2 separate regions of the Anser cygnoides genome follow, and region 1 is linked to region 2. Evidence: chromatin contacts called from public Hi-C data. All regions are on one chromosome and are shown on one strand. Each heading gives the region's core, a stretch centred on a gene start, on an enhancer-like site or on the middle of the called end of the contact. The rest is flanking DNA. Distances are from core to core; before and after follow the strand shown.

The links. A called contact is a pair of places that touch in the nucleus more often than the background predicts.
Region 1: a Hi-C map of liver shows a contact between it and region 2, with 2.7 times the contacts expected there. The contact joins the promoter of CDK8 here to the enhancer-like site in region 2. A contact is called at or near these places in 3 of 7 Hi-C or Micro-C datasets (granulosa cells and liver).

The regions. Positions count from the first base shown.
Region 1 is chr1:191,061,912-191,068,088 of Taihu_goose_T2T_genome, reverse strand. It overlaps CDK8 (cyclin dependent kinase 8), which reads left to right and starts at 2,998. Exons shown (of 12, transcript XM_066989752.1): 1 at 2,998-3,165. The coding sequence starts at 3,038.
Region 2 is chr1:190,865,330-190,871,929 of Taihu_goose_T2T_genome, reverse strand. No RefSeq gene overlaps it. Among named protein-coding and RNA genes, the nearest start is that of GPR12, 28 kb to the right of the region's middle. Within about 2 kb of position 2,044, at least 1 of the 3 cell types and tissues checked has open chromatin away from gene starts, as enhancers often do.

The sequences.
Region 1 (6,177 bases), core at 1,749-4,248, 200 kb before region 2:
GGTCTTCAGTAGAACAATATCAATACTGAAAATTATTGGTAAGCTGGAGGGAACTCAGCAGCGAGCACCAAGACGGTCACGGGCTGGAGCACGTCCATGCGAGCGGCCGTGGGCACCAGGGCTTGTTCAGCTGGGAGAAGGGGCAGCCTGCCAGCACTGGCAAAGAAGACAGGGCCAGGCTTTTTGCCCAAGTGCACAGCGGGAGGAGAGACTGTTGCCGTAAGTTTGAAAGAAGGGATGTTTAGGGTAGGTATAAGGACAAGAATTTTCACCCTGAGGACAGTCAGGTCCAGAGAGGCTGTGGAATCTCCCTCCACAGAGGTTTTCAAGACAAAGCCCCAAGCAACCTGAATTTAATAGTAACCCTGATTTAAGAAAAATATTGAATTAGCTAACTTCCAGAGATCCCTTTCTATGATTCAGTTTGTTGAAATAATATAAAATAGTCAAATAATATTCAATATTAGGGTTTGTTTTCCTACAGTAGGCCTCTTTTCAATAACAAAAGTAATCTAGGCAGAATTTTGAAGATCTGTCAAGATTCTTTAGAACTGATTCTCTGACTTCTTCAGGAGCATAAAGCAGCCAGACAGAGAGTTACTGAAGATGGTCACGCGTCTGGCGAACTGATGTCCCACCACTTTCTAACATAACTCTCTGCTATACCGGACCTGGATCCAAAGAATGGGCAGATGGTTGTTGGTAACTTGCACTCCTGCCAGAATCTAGGACACTTTGCTAGTCAAATCAATGTTATAGTTAAGTGCAAAATGCAGAATACTTAACTTTACATACCAAACTGTTTGCAGAAGCAGCACTTTAGCTTCAAGTAAACTGCGTTCTTAAATGCTGTCAGTATTCAGCTAACAGATCTGCGCATTAGCAAGTGCAAGGTTTCCAGAAGGTGTTCACACTGTGCAAGTACGGTTGTTTTTCTTTACACACAGAAAAGGAAAAAAAAAAAAACAATGACAACAAAAAAGGAAACAACACCACCAACATTATTCTTCTGCTTTCAGCTTTCACTGATCTAAGCAGAAGAGGAAGATGTACAGCATTTATCAGGACTGGCCCTCTTTCACTCAGTACCAAGCCGGGAACACCTTAGTCACACTGCTACAGAAAATATCCCTTCAGGGAAAAAGGGATAAACTATTAGCAGGTAGCTACTCTGAAATGAAAAATTGCCCTGAAAAGCAAGATTATGCTCAAATTTGGCAAATTGGTAAATGGAGCAAGTGAACATTCTAATGGCATGGGGATGTGACTGAGTATTGTGTATTAGTCACTTAAAAATAGATGTTGAGAAAGCAAGAAAGTTAAAGATTTACTTTTATATGTTTTTTCTCTATTTGTTAACAGTGCAAAACACAGAGCAAGTAGCTTTTTGTTCGTTCCCCTAACCATAAACTTTGCTTCACAAATTCGGATTCTAGCACCTGCATCGTGGCCGTGTAAACGTGCACAGAACAAAACCAGCTCTGCTTCCAGCACTGCTGCTCCAGCTTGGGCACAGAACCCTCTTTATCCGGTGCAGTTACCTCAACACTCAGCAGCATCTGCTCATTCCTGCAGCCCAGGCAGTCCCCAGACAAACCAGGCCTTTCACTTGAAACACAATTCCCTGCATTCAGAGACGTTTATGGTGTGAATCCGCCTTGACTGCTGTCAGGACACTGCTCGCTTTGGTAACTATCTCTGCCCCTCTGCACATGATCAACACTAACACAGTACTAGGTTGTTTTGCTATGGGGAACCCTGATTTGTTTTACAGGTGTGATTTCAAAGAAAAAATGTCTAAAGCGTGTGTGCAGGAAACATTAGAAACAAAAAGACCTGGAACAGAAGGATGTTATAAAGCAAGCCATGAAGGTGGGAAGAAAAAAAGAGAAAAATGAAAGCTCCGAAGAACCAGATTCAGCAGGACATGTTAAATGTGTGTTTTCAGATTGACTTCTGAGATTGCACAAAAGGCAAGGAGACAAAATGAGAGATAAGAAATTCAATTGATGAAAAGAGCCTTTGTGGGGACCTGAAAGTGAAGAAGAGCAGATCATGGCCTGGTCGTCTCTTTCTTTGTAAGAATGGGGCCCCAAAGTAAACATTTTTTATTGAAATCATATTTGGATAGATTTTTAAAGTAAAGCACAAAAAGTTTGCAGTTTTCCATGAAGCTGAACTAAAAGTTGGTCTTGAGGTGTCAACATTGATTTCTTCTCGTTAGAAAGTTGAAGTTGTACTTCATGTTTCAAATCTCCTATGACTGGGGGACTATTCACCCGAACTGATGGAGCATTGCCAGCAATACAAGTGCAAACGGAGCGATGCAGCAGAAAATACACGTATATATTAGCTGTGGGTGGCATGTAACCCACATGGCAGGAAAAGCTGATGAAAAAAAAAAAAAAAAACATTTGCAGAAAAGGCGGCCTCTGCCCTCTTTTCTTGCTGAGCTCCCTTCATTTTCCCCCTGCGCCCCCAGGCCGGCTGAGGACTACACTTCCCAGCGCGCCCCGCGGCCCCGCCGCCGGGACTACCACTCCCGTCATGCCCCGCGCCGCGCCGCGCCCACCCCTCCCACCGCACTACACCTCCCAGCATGCCCCCGCGCCGCAAGGCATGCTGGGCCGGGCGAGGAGGCGGGGCCCCGCCCTCCACCCGCCGCCTTCCACGCGGCCGGCGAGCGGGCGAGGAGGAGGAGGAGGCGGTGGCGGCTCCGCGGCGGTTTTGCGACGTCGCTTTGCGACAGTGCCGTCAGGCGCGGCGGCCGTATTCCGCCGGGGGAGAGACCGGCTGGTGTGCCGCCGGGCGGGCGGGGGGCGGCCGCGGAGCGGGGCTGGGGAGGGAGGCGGGGGGCGGCCCGGGGCCTTCCTCCTCCTCCTCCTCCTCCTCCTCCTCCTCCTCCTCCTCCTTTCCGTCGTCTTCCTACTCCTCGTCCTCGTCCTGCTGCTGGGTGGGCGGGGGGTGCGCGGCTGCCTGCGGGGGGGGGCGGCGGCGGCGGCTGCCCGGTGTTGGGGGGGGGGGGGGGGCGCCGAAGATGGACTATGACTTCAAGGTGAAGCTGACCGGCGAGCGGGAGCGGGTGGAGGACCTCTTCGAGTACGAGGGCTGCAAGGTGGGCAGGGGCACCTACGGGCACGTCTACAAAGCCAAGCGCAAGGACGGGTGAGTGAGGAGCCGCCCCCCCCCCCTCCCCCCCAATTCCGTGCCCTCCCCTCCCGGTTTCTCTCCCCGTGGCCCCTCCGGGGTCCTTTCGGTCCCTCCCAACCCGGCTCTTCTCGTCCCGTCCCCTCCGAGTGCCGACGGCTTTTTGTGGGTCGCATCCCCGGCTCGAGAGAAGCCCTCGCCCCAAGCGGCGCTGGGCTCTGGGGGAGCAAGCAGCGCTCAAAGCGCTCGGCCGGGCTTTGTAGAGCGGGGAGCCGCTCCTTTTTTCTTTTACGGGGCTTTCCTGTCTGGGTTATCACTTGTAGGCACCATTTTAGGTGTTCTTGCAGGCTGCTGCTGGAGCTGCAGGCTGCTGCTCCTTGCAGGGCTCTCGGATGCATTCAGGGATCATTATTCGCGATGCTTTTTAGCACACACTCCAGCAAACAAATTTCCCTGTAGAAATCCTTTAAAGAAAGATAGGGCGAACTGTCAGCTGGCTCTCACTAATCCCTGACATGGCACCAGCACCAGAACAATAGGGAGTGGGAAGCAAAAGAAACCGGGGAGGCAAGGGCTTTGCTAACAGGTCCTAAATTCTCGGCTGCATCCATCCATTATTCCCATGAGCCTGGTCACAGCAGTGCTCTGTGCGTTGTCATTGAAACAACACTCATTTGAAAAGTCTGGGCGTTATTTCCACATTTGATAAATGACTGCCTGCAGCCTGCTTTAACTTTATGTTGGAAATGGGATCGGCTTCTCTGAAGCTTTCGCTTAGCAGTGCTGGAGCCGTTGTCTGCAGAAGGTTTGCAGCGGGACCGGCTGCAGCTGATCTCATCAGCCTTGCCCGCGCTGGTATTAATCGTAGCGCAGTTATTTCGGCGTGAATTTTGCCTGCTGCTATGAGTCAGCTAACCACCACTGCTCGCACGTTTTGCCTCTGGATCCTGCAGGCTGTTTGCGGGAGTCATTCCGAACTCGTCTGGTTTCTGATTTATTTCATTCGACGAAATTGTCAGTCTGCTTGGTGATGTTAGGGAGAGCGCGGTCAGAGTTGCTGGGGGTAGTGTTATTTCCAGAAATTACAGAAAATGGAATCGTGTGCTTGAAAAGGAGAATTAGTCAGAGGGGGATATGAAGCAGAATTTTCTGTTCTCCAAGTGCGTGTGATTTTTTAGGTCCTCTCTCTTCAGGAGGGTGGGGGAGTCAAGGTACGGTGTTTAATACCGGTTTAGCAGAAAACTGCTGAGCTGCAATTGTCGTCTCCTTTTTTTTTGCCTTATTGTTCCCTTAGTGCTTCCTTCCCTGTCCCTTTCCCTGGCACTTCTCATTTCCCTGCCAGATATCTGCAAACTCTTTCTCAAATACACCTTCAGACAATCCCTAAAACATTTAAGGTGTAAATATCAGCGGGTGTTTTTATAGCTTACGGTCTAGCTGCACATGGGTGATGCTAAATTGTGTGGCTGCGATTAGGCTTGAGGTAAAAGATTCCATTCTGATTCCCTTATCAAAAAGAGAGAAATTGCAAAAGCAAATAGAGACCAGCAAGTCAATTTCCTGACACCGTGATAACGTGCATCTTACAGCGGCGGGTGTGTGAAAGGTGGAGTGCAGTGCTTGTGTGGTGTTATCTGCCAGATGACGCTGTCTGAATGTCCCCCAAGTGTTTCATGCTGCTGGAGGAAAAAATAACCACCTCATTTGGTTGAGCTCGTGCAGCTCCAACTTTCTTCATGCCTTAAGCTGTTTGCTGTCTTTTGCTTGAACGTGCGTGTTTTTTTCCTATAAAGATATGCATTTGCCTTAAACTGCATTGTATAATTCTCAAATTTATTTAAAATAACGCAAGTTCAATGTCTATTAAAATGCGTCACGTGTTTTAGGGTGCTTTGAAGGAGGCGTACTGCAGGACTGCAAATGTTTTGTTGGGATTACTGAGGCTGCTCCTTCTTAAGTGATGTGCTCTACGTGCGGATGTCTCATGATTAGAACAATTACAGAGAAGAGCTGTGTTTTAATAGCACAGCTTGTGTGAATCTGTGTTCAGAAGCTCCTGGTGATGAAAACGCAGCTCACAGGTCGTAGGAGCTGGCGCCTTCAGCGCTGCAGCGTCTTCGCCGCTTGTTGATTGCCTTTGCAGCCGCCTCTGAGGTGGAGCGTGGCGGTTCAAAACTAGCTAGGAGCTACGTGTCCTAGCCCTAGGGAGGTAACTGGATGCCCTCAGAACTTCAGGGGGGGCCTTCTGGGGGGCAGGCAGGCAGCCACCTTGTCTTCAGGTGGTGAGAAGGTTTTTAAAAGGAGCAGAGAGGCCGCCTGGCCTTGGGTGACCCGACGAGGGCATAGCCTGGCTTTCAGCCCCGCTCCGGCCCGACGGCTGCTGCAGCCGCGCCGCGCCCCTTGCCACGAAGCAGGGCTTTGGGCCGGGCTGCTTGTGTTGAGAACGTCCAAAAGGGAATCGCCAGGCACGGTTCCGCGGGTGTTTCTCGGGTGTTCGGTGCCCAAACCTGAACCTGCCGGCCCTCAGGTCGGTGAGCACCAATCGAAGAGTTACAGCTCAGCACCGCGCGGTGCGCTGCCCATGGCAAAACTGCGTGTGGCTCTCCGGTTCTCACTTCAATTCCTTTTGTTGTGAAGTTTGTAGTCTCTGTGGCTGAAGAGAACCTTCCTGGCTGTGTGGTGAGCGGTGCTGCCTCTCCCATCAGCGCAGGACCTGCAGCAGGCTCCGAGCTGAGTGTGTTAGAGCAGCAGGGTACAAGAGAAGGCATCAGACTTGGGATCAAGAAGGCGATCCTCTTGTTGCTGGTGGCACTAGGACAGTTAGTTCACTTTTTATTGCCTAGAGAATTCCAGTTCCTGCGTAAAAATCTGCTTTGTGTGCCGCCTGGGCGCTCGGAAATGTTGCTCAACCCAGGTTATAAAGCTACCTGTTTGTCTTAGGCAGGAATAGAAAAATATGCCAGCATTTTTAAAGCTTGTTGGACCGTCACAGAGACGTAAAGGGGTTTGTTTCTTTAATTGACTGGATCA
Region 2 (6,600 bases), core at 795-3,294:
GGATTTCTAAATCTTGTTAAAATATACCAAATTGGGAGGCAGCTGCTAACAGCTACGGTTATTTGAGATGAGAGGCACGGAGGGTTGTCTAGCTTTTCTCTTACTGTAGCATCTAAGAAAAAACATTTAAGTACAGGATGCCTCAGTTAAATGGGGACAATAACACCATAATTTCATGGCATTCTTTTTTCTCTTAAATGGCAGGTAGGAAAATAGAGATTTTAGGACTGAGATGGGGAAGACGAGAAAGGCCAAGATCTTTCCTGTGCTAAAGAATAGGTGAAGATATTTCAGTGAATAATTGATGACACGTTGTATTTGTTTTATTTTATCTCCATACAGAAATGCCCTCTGGATGGTGAGGCTAAGTTTTAACCTTCTCCCTGAAGGTCACCTTACATATTTTATTCTCTTCACCTCATCAGTTCCAGTATGGAATGACCTTTCCTTTCAATCCAGCCATCTGTGTGCTTCAGCTTTTATTTCTTTCATTGATCATATGAGATGCGAGAGTACAAACAGCACTGACACGCGGCTGGCCTTGCTATCCGATTAGGGTGAATAGATTAAGATGACATTTAAATAGTAAATAGATCTTTTTTAAAATTCATGAATACAGGAATTATTAAAAGGAGTGTAGTGAACCAGGAATGTTTTCTGCTCACAAAGTAAAGCACGGAAAATCGGGGTGGTAGGATATTTAAGGAATATGTGGGTAAAATGTACTTCCAAAGCACAGCTCAATTTTAAGGCTTCCAGTTGTGAGCTTTGCACAATTGCTGTAATTACCAGTCTGCTGCAGGTATCGCTTCTGTTTTGTTGGGCTGCAGCCATTTATTCCCACCTATCTGTTTGCTGAATGCTGCCGGGGATCCCAAGGCTGCCCAGGAGATAAGAAGTGAAAAAAAAACGTAGGCTCAAGGAGAGTAAGTGCAATGGAAATAATGGAGAAGTGGTGAGAAGGTAAGAGCAAAGCTGACCCCTTAGGACATCTGACTTCTTGGCAGAACAGAACCAAAGATATCAGGGCACCATTCATTTCTTAGAACAGAAGTTAAAGACAGTAATGTGGATTTTGGGGGTTCCATCTCTTCAGATACGTGGTACTGGGGACACTGTCACACCTAATCACACTTAATGCCTCCCATTTTCTCTTTGGTGCCCAATTTAGACAGACAGGTAAAGAGAGTCCTTGATAACATTACTTTCCTCTTACTCAAATTGTTTTGAGATTTATGGATGACAAGCACACTACTGGAAATAGGTGAAACTGCTGCTTAAACAGCCATGATGTCAACTAGCAGGTCAGACCGTGTCCGTGTTACATGAACCTCAGAAAGCGTGTCTGTAAATTCGAGCAGGGAGCACTGGTCGGCACTACGGACATTTCAGGAGTTCTGCTTCATCCTGGTTTTAGTCTGGTTCTGTGAACAAAACCCAGAGGGAGCATGTCTGAGGCTTAGCTTCAGCTGGAAGGAGTTGAATTCATGCACTGCTCCATCACGTGGATTAAGGGATGGCGAGTGGGATGAAGCAGGAGATTTGCTTCAGAAGCACTTGTGAGCCAAAATATTGGTATGGACAGTGCCCAGGAGGTGGCTGTGGTAAGTGCATGACTGCCAAACAGCTCCGTGTCGCAGCTGTCTACACTTCCAATACACGTTCACTCTTGTCCACTAATACCGTCATTCCTCACCATCGTATATTTCTAAGTCTGGGAGAGGCAGAAACCTGCATCTTCACACCCTGTGCCTCGTAAGGTGAAGAAGCATTGCTGTCGTGCTTCTGAAAGCCATGTGGTGCAGCAGAGCTCTCCTAGGCAGCTCGCGTGGCTGCCTGACCAGGCAGCTTCCCCGGTGCTAATCCTAGAAAACGAGCCAAGTAGGATTAACGAGATAGTGAAAACCTTTCATCCGGCCATTGCATTTTTGAGTTTGATTCAAATACGAGGCCAGATAATGAAGTAAGCAGGAAATACCTGAGCACAGTGTCACCCGCTAGGAGTTCCCCGCTCAGTGAGACGCTGCCGGACCTGGGAGGGGAGCGAGGGGTTTGACTCCCACTGGAGCTGGGAGAGGACCCTGGCAGCCTCTGCCCTGCTGGAGCCTGCCCAGCACCTGGGAAAATGGTAAATCTGAGGTTCATTCACTTCTTTGTGCGATGTTATTAAAGACTTAGCTTGACGGAGAAGGGAAGTGCGAGCAGAGATCTTCCCTTGAGAGTGATGGACCCACACTAGGCTTCTGTCTTCATCTCATTGTACCAGAAGCCTTAAAAATCTGCTGTCAGGAGAATTGGGTGCTGCTGTGATGTTTCTGTCCCCTGCAAGCCTTTACACCAGACAAGAGGAGCGGTATTTCTGTAGAAGGCTGCTGACCTCCAGTGGACAAAAGGGGCAAGCCTCGGAGTTTATTCTAATTAAGATTCAGCTGTATGAGACCCCAGCCAAGAGATGAAGATACGGAGATTCACGCTGTTCACTGTTCCCCAAACTCTTAATGCCTGTATTTAATTCTACTACACAGCCACAGAGTAAATATTCCTGTGTAAATTGGTAAGGTTTCAGGGTCTTTAAAACTGCTGATTGTCTCACTAAAATGTTTCTGACTTCTTTCCCCGGAGGCACCCGACTGACCCACGTTCTGCAACAAGAGAAACAGCTCCTGGGACGTGGTCTGCTCTACTAGCAGGGTGGCTCTAAGAGGGTAAAGACCCCGGGAATGGCCCTCTGCAGATGATTTTAACTGGTCCTGTGTCAGTAACCGAGTGGTACCAATGGGCACGCCGTGAAGAGCACGCCTCCAAAAAGCTGGGAGAGGTGTTGACTGCAGCAGCTTTGTGCTGGTGAGTGCTTTCAGCTTCGTTCAGATGTGTGCTCGAGCCCTAGAGAAGCTGAGCATCTATGTTCAGTCTATAAAGTAATAAAAGTCACCAGACTAATTAGTTGTGCAGACTGCATTTGTGCAGCAGGTTTCATCATCAGACCTTTGATGGCCATAGCGGAGCCTAAAATGCCCAACCCAGATGACCTCGGTGGTCCCTCTGCAGCCTGGCTTGGGAGAAGTGCCGTGGATTTTGCCATGCTCAGAGACCTCCTAATGCCAGCTGTGGGTCCTGTCACTGTCTCCACCACCATTACGAGGAGGAGAAAGCAAATGTCTCCTGGTCTCCAAGGGAAGAGCCTGTAGGGAACACCCTCACCGAGTGCTGTCAGAGCTGTTCGCAGCGCCCGTGTTCCTGACTGCACGCTGTTAGGGGAGAAGCCAGCTGGGATTTTGGATTTGCTTTGTGTGAAGGATCCTAGCACATTTATATTGCTGCTTCTCTTTCTCTCGCTATCCTGGAACTTCTCCAAATGCTGGAAGGATGTGAATAGTTGGTAGATGGAAGATGTTGGCACCTTCTGCTGTCCCCCTCCAGTGAAAAATGGCAATCACTCTTCCCCTAAAATAACGAAGGTGACTGATGCTTTTTGCAGCACCACTAAGTACACCACTCATTCTTTCATAAAAGAAAAAATATATATATAAAATTCACCCAAAATTTTCCTCAGGAAACCTGATGATATATCCAAAACCACAGGTGTTAATGCTCAAAGGTCGAACCAGATTTCATTAGGTGTGTTATTGTCTGGAAGCTATCAGCTGTCAGCCTGCTGGTGTAAGAATAGATCAGTGCTTGAATGACAACTAATCTATAATGTGAAATATGTTATAGAATCTTTAATTTACATAGAGATGAAGCCTGCTTACAGGGAATGAAAATCAATAGTGGCTTTTATATCATCCTCTGGGCAGAATATTAAATCTGAAACTCTGTAATGTCTAAACTGCATCAAGAGATTACAAGCCAATAGTGCTAATAACATAAAAAGGATCAGTTTTGCCTTTCTTAATAAACTTGATAGGTCTGCAGTTTCCAGATGGGGTTTTTGTTCTTTCAGAACAATAAAAGGGTTGCAGACATTTCCATTTTATTAGCATTTGAGGTTATGGCCAGAATCTTGCGATGCCAAGAGCCATATAACCACAGAAAAAAAAAAGATGAACCCTGCAGTCTAGCCTGAATTTGAGGGATAATTGGCAGGCAGCTATGTTACCTGAACAGGAGGCCGGGCAATTTCATATTTAAAAGCCCACCCATGAGCAGAGAGATTTGCCATATTAATTGTATGCTGCAAGGACACAAGGCAGGGAGTGGACTCAGATTGAAACAAGTCATCTCAGCAAGCTCCGTGCTGTCAGTGCACGCGTACAGCATGCGGCGTGTCTCCCCGTACAGCCTCCTTCTGGTCTGGATCTGTCCAGGGAGTAACCACAGCACCAGCCAGCACCGTGTCTGGGAAAGGAATTGCTCTGTCTTGGTTGCGTTGTTCATTCCTCCGGGCTGGCGAGAGCCCCATAGCAACCTGCTTCCCCAGTTCTGTTCTCCAGGCTCTATTTCTCTACAATCTGCTTTGATCTTGAATAGAAGGGAAAGGTGACAACGAAAGAAAACATTTCCATCAGAACAATGTCTCTTTCCAAGAGCTTGTCACAACACGAAACACGATTAAAATTGACTGAACACCCACAGGAGGTACATAAAACTGCGTGCTGTGCAGTTTGTGGTGAGGCACGGGAGCAGCACGCGGTGAACGTGGCACGCCAGCACATTGGCTGGGTCCCTGCACCCTGTTCTGCAAGTCTCAGCTGCGCTATTTCCCCCTTTTTCCCCCCCCATCAGCTGCTCTCCATCCTTCTGTATAATAAATGCAGTCATTAGTGCCACAAGGAACTTTATTTGGGCTCTTGACATCATTTTTTTCCTCGTCTGGTTTTAATCGGCTTTGCACAACTCAGGTCTGTCTGAAGTCTGATGGACTTAGGGAGATGCAAGAAGAAGCAGCAGGTGCCAGAGGACAGAAGAAGGTGGTGGGAGGAGAAAAGGTGTGTGGTGCGATGGGAGAAGTAGGGCTGGCTGCAGAGAGGGGATGGGGATGGTTGGGCAGGGGGCTGCAGCTGGGAATGGGTCTGGGGAGCTTGAAGGGCTGACACAAGGACTGCTGGTACCAAAGTGGAGATACCTGGTGCAAACAGCAACCCAAAGGACAAGCATGAGCTGGAAAAAAGTAGGCAAAGTATGTGAGGGAAATGGGCAGAGGTGCCTGTGCCTTGTAAGCAAATCATTTCCATGCCTTGGAGTGGCATCCAGAGCCCTCCTACTGCTGGGACAGGTCCTGGGGACCAGAGGCAAAGCCCCTTCTCCAGGTGTCAGTCCGGAGGGAAGGTGACCACAGGCGCCCTTGGGATGGCAGTGCTGGGTGTGGGATGACATTTTGGAAGGTTCTTCAGGCAGCCTGATTTAACAGCTTGAAAAAATCACATTTTTTCAGAGTCCCTACAATGATTTGCAAGAGGATTACTCAAAATGATGACTTTGCTGGACTAAGGTTTTCCCTGCAGAATCTCTTGGAGAATAGAAATCAGTGTTGAGCCAGCTTGGTCCATAACCATCTGTAATGCAGCTTCTGCACGTCCAGCAGACACTTGTGCAGGCAGGCTACTTCTTCTGTTCTCCACTGTGGCATTTAAAGGCTGCATCTCCTTGGCATTCCTTGTTTCTCCATTTCTCATGCTGCTGTGGGGAAGTCCTTTGATTTCTTTGGTTGTGCCCTATCTAGGCAAATAAAAGAGGAAAGAAAGCTTCTGATACAGCAAATTCCATTAAACAGATTGATGTTTTAAAGAACAGGGAATGGATTCTGATACCTTTATTTTTCTTTTCTTTTTTTGAAGATGCAGCCCATTTAATTAGTTATTGCAATGAATGATTTCTTTCAAGGCAATTTATTTCATTTTGCCCGCAGATAATTCTATTGAAGCGCCTAGAGTCTGAATTGTACAATTATCATATCATCCTATCTCTGCAGATATCCAGCCAAAACAAGTTCTGGGGCTGACATTTTAATTTGTATTTGCGTTTCAGCTCTGCCAGATGACTGCAGTTTCTTGAAGTGAACTAAACCAAAAAAAAACCCAACAAACCTCCTGTGAACAGGTGGCAAAAATGCAGCAAACAGACTTCTTTTCATCATTCTCTTCGCATTATCTTCCCAGCAAAGAAATCTTTCTTAGGATCTGACGCTGTCAGGAGTGCACTCACCTTGCTGCATTTTCATTAGCTTCTAGTGAATTCTTTTTTTTTTTTTTTTTTTCCTAGGGTAATTTAGTGAATCTGTTTTCTCTGTTGAGAGAGGCTGCACAGTGCTGGGCACTGCATAAGCACTTGTACGCATGCCTACCATAAAACAAGTATTTGGAACATCCCCAGCAATGTGCTGCATGGCCCTTACCCACCAGTAGTTTTAATAATTCTGGTCAAAATTAAGAATGGACACGAAAACAGCCTTATGCACATCAAAACTTTTTTTTTTTTTTCCAGGTATGTCAATTTCGGTAAAGTGTCACCTTTTCCTACAGCTGTTGCTTCATTTATAACCACTGAAAACTTGAAGTTTTGGTCATGAAAACATGTCGTAAGAACAGAAATGAACAGAAGTGAATTCAGTAGTAACCTGAAATGTTACAACATAGTCTGTACTATGATCGTAAAGACCTG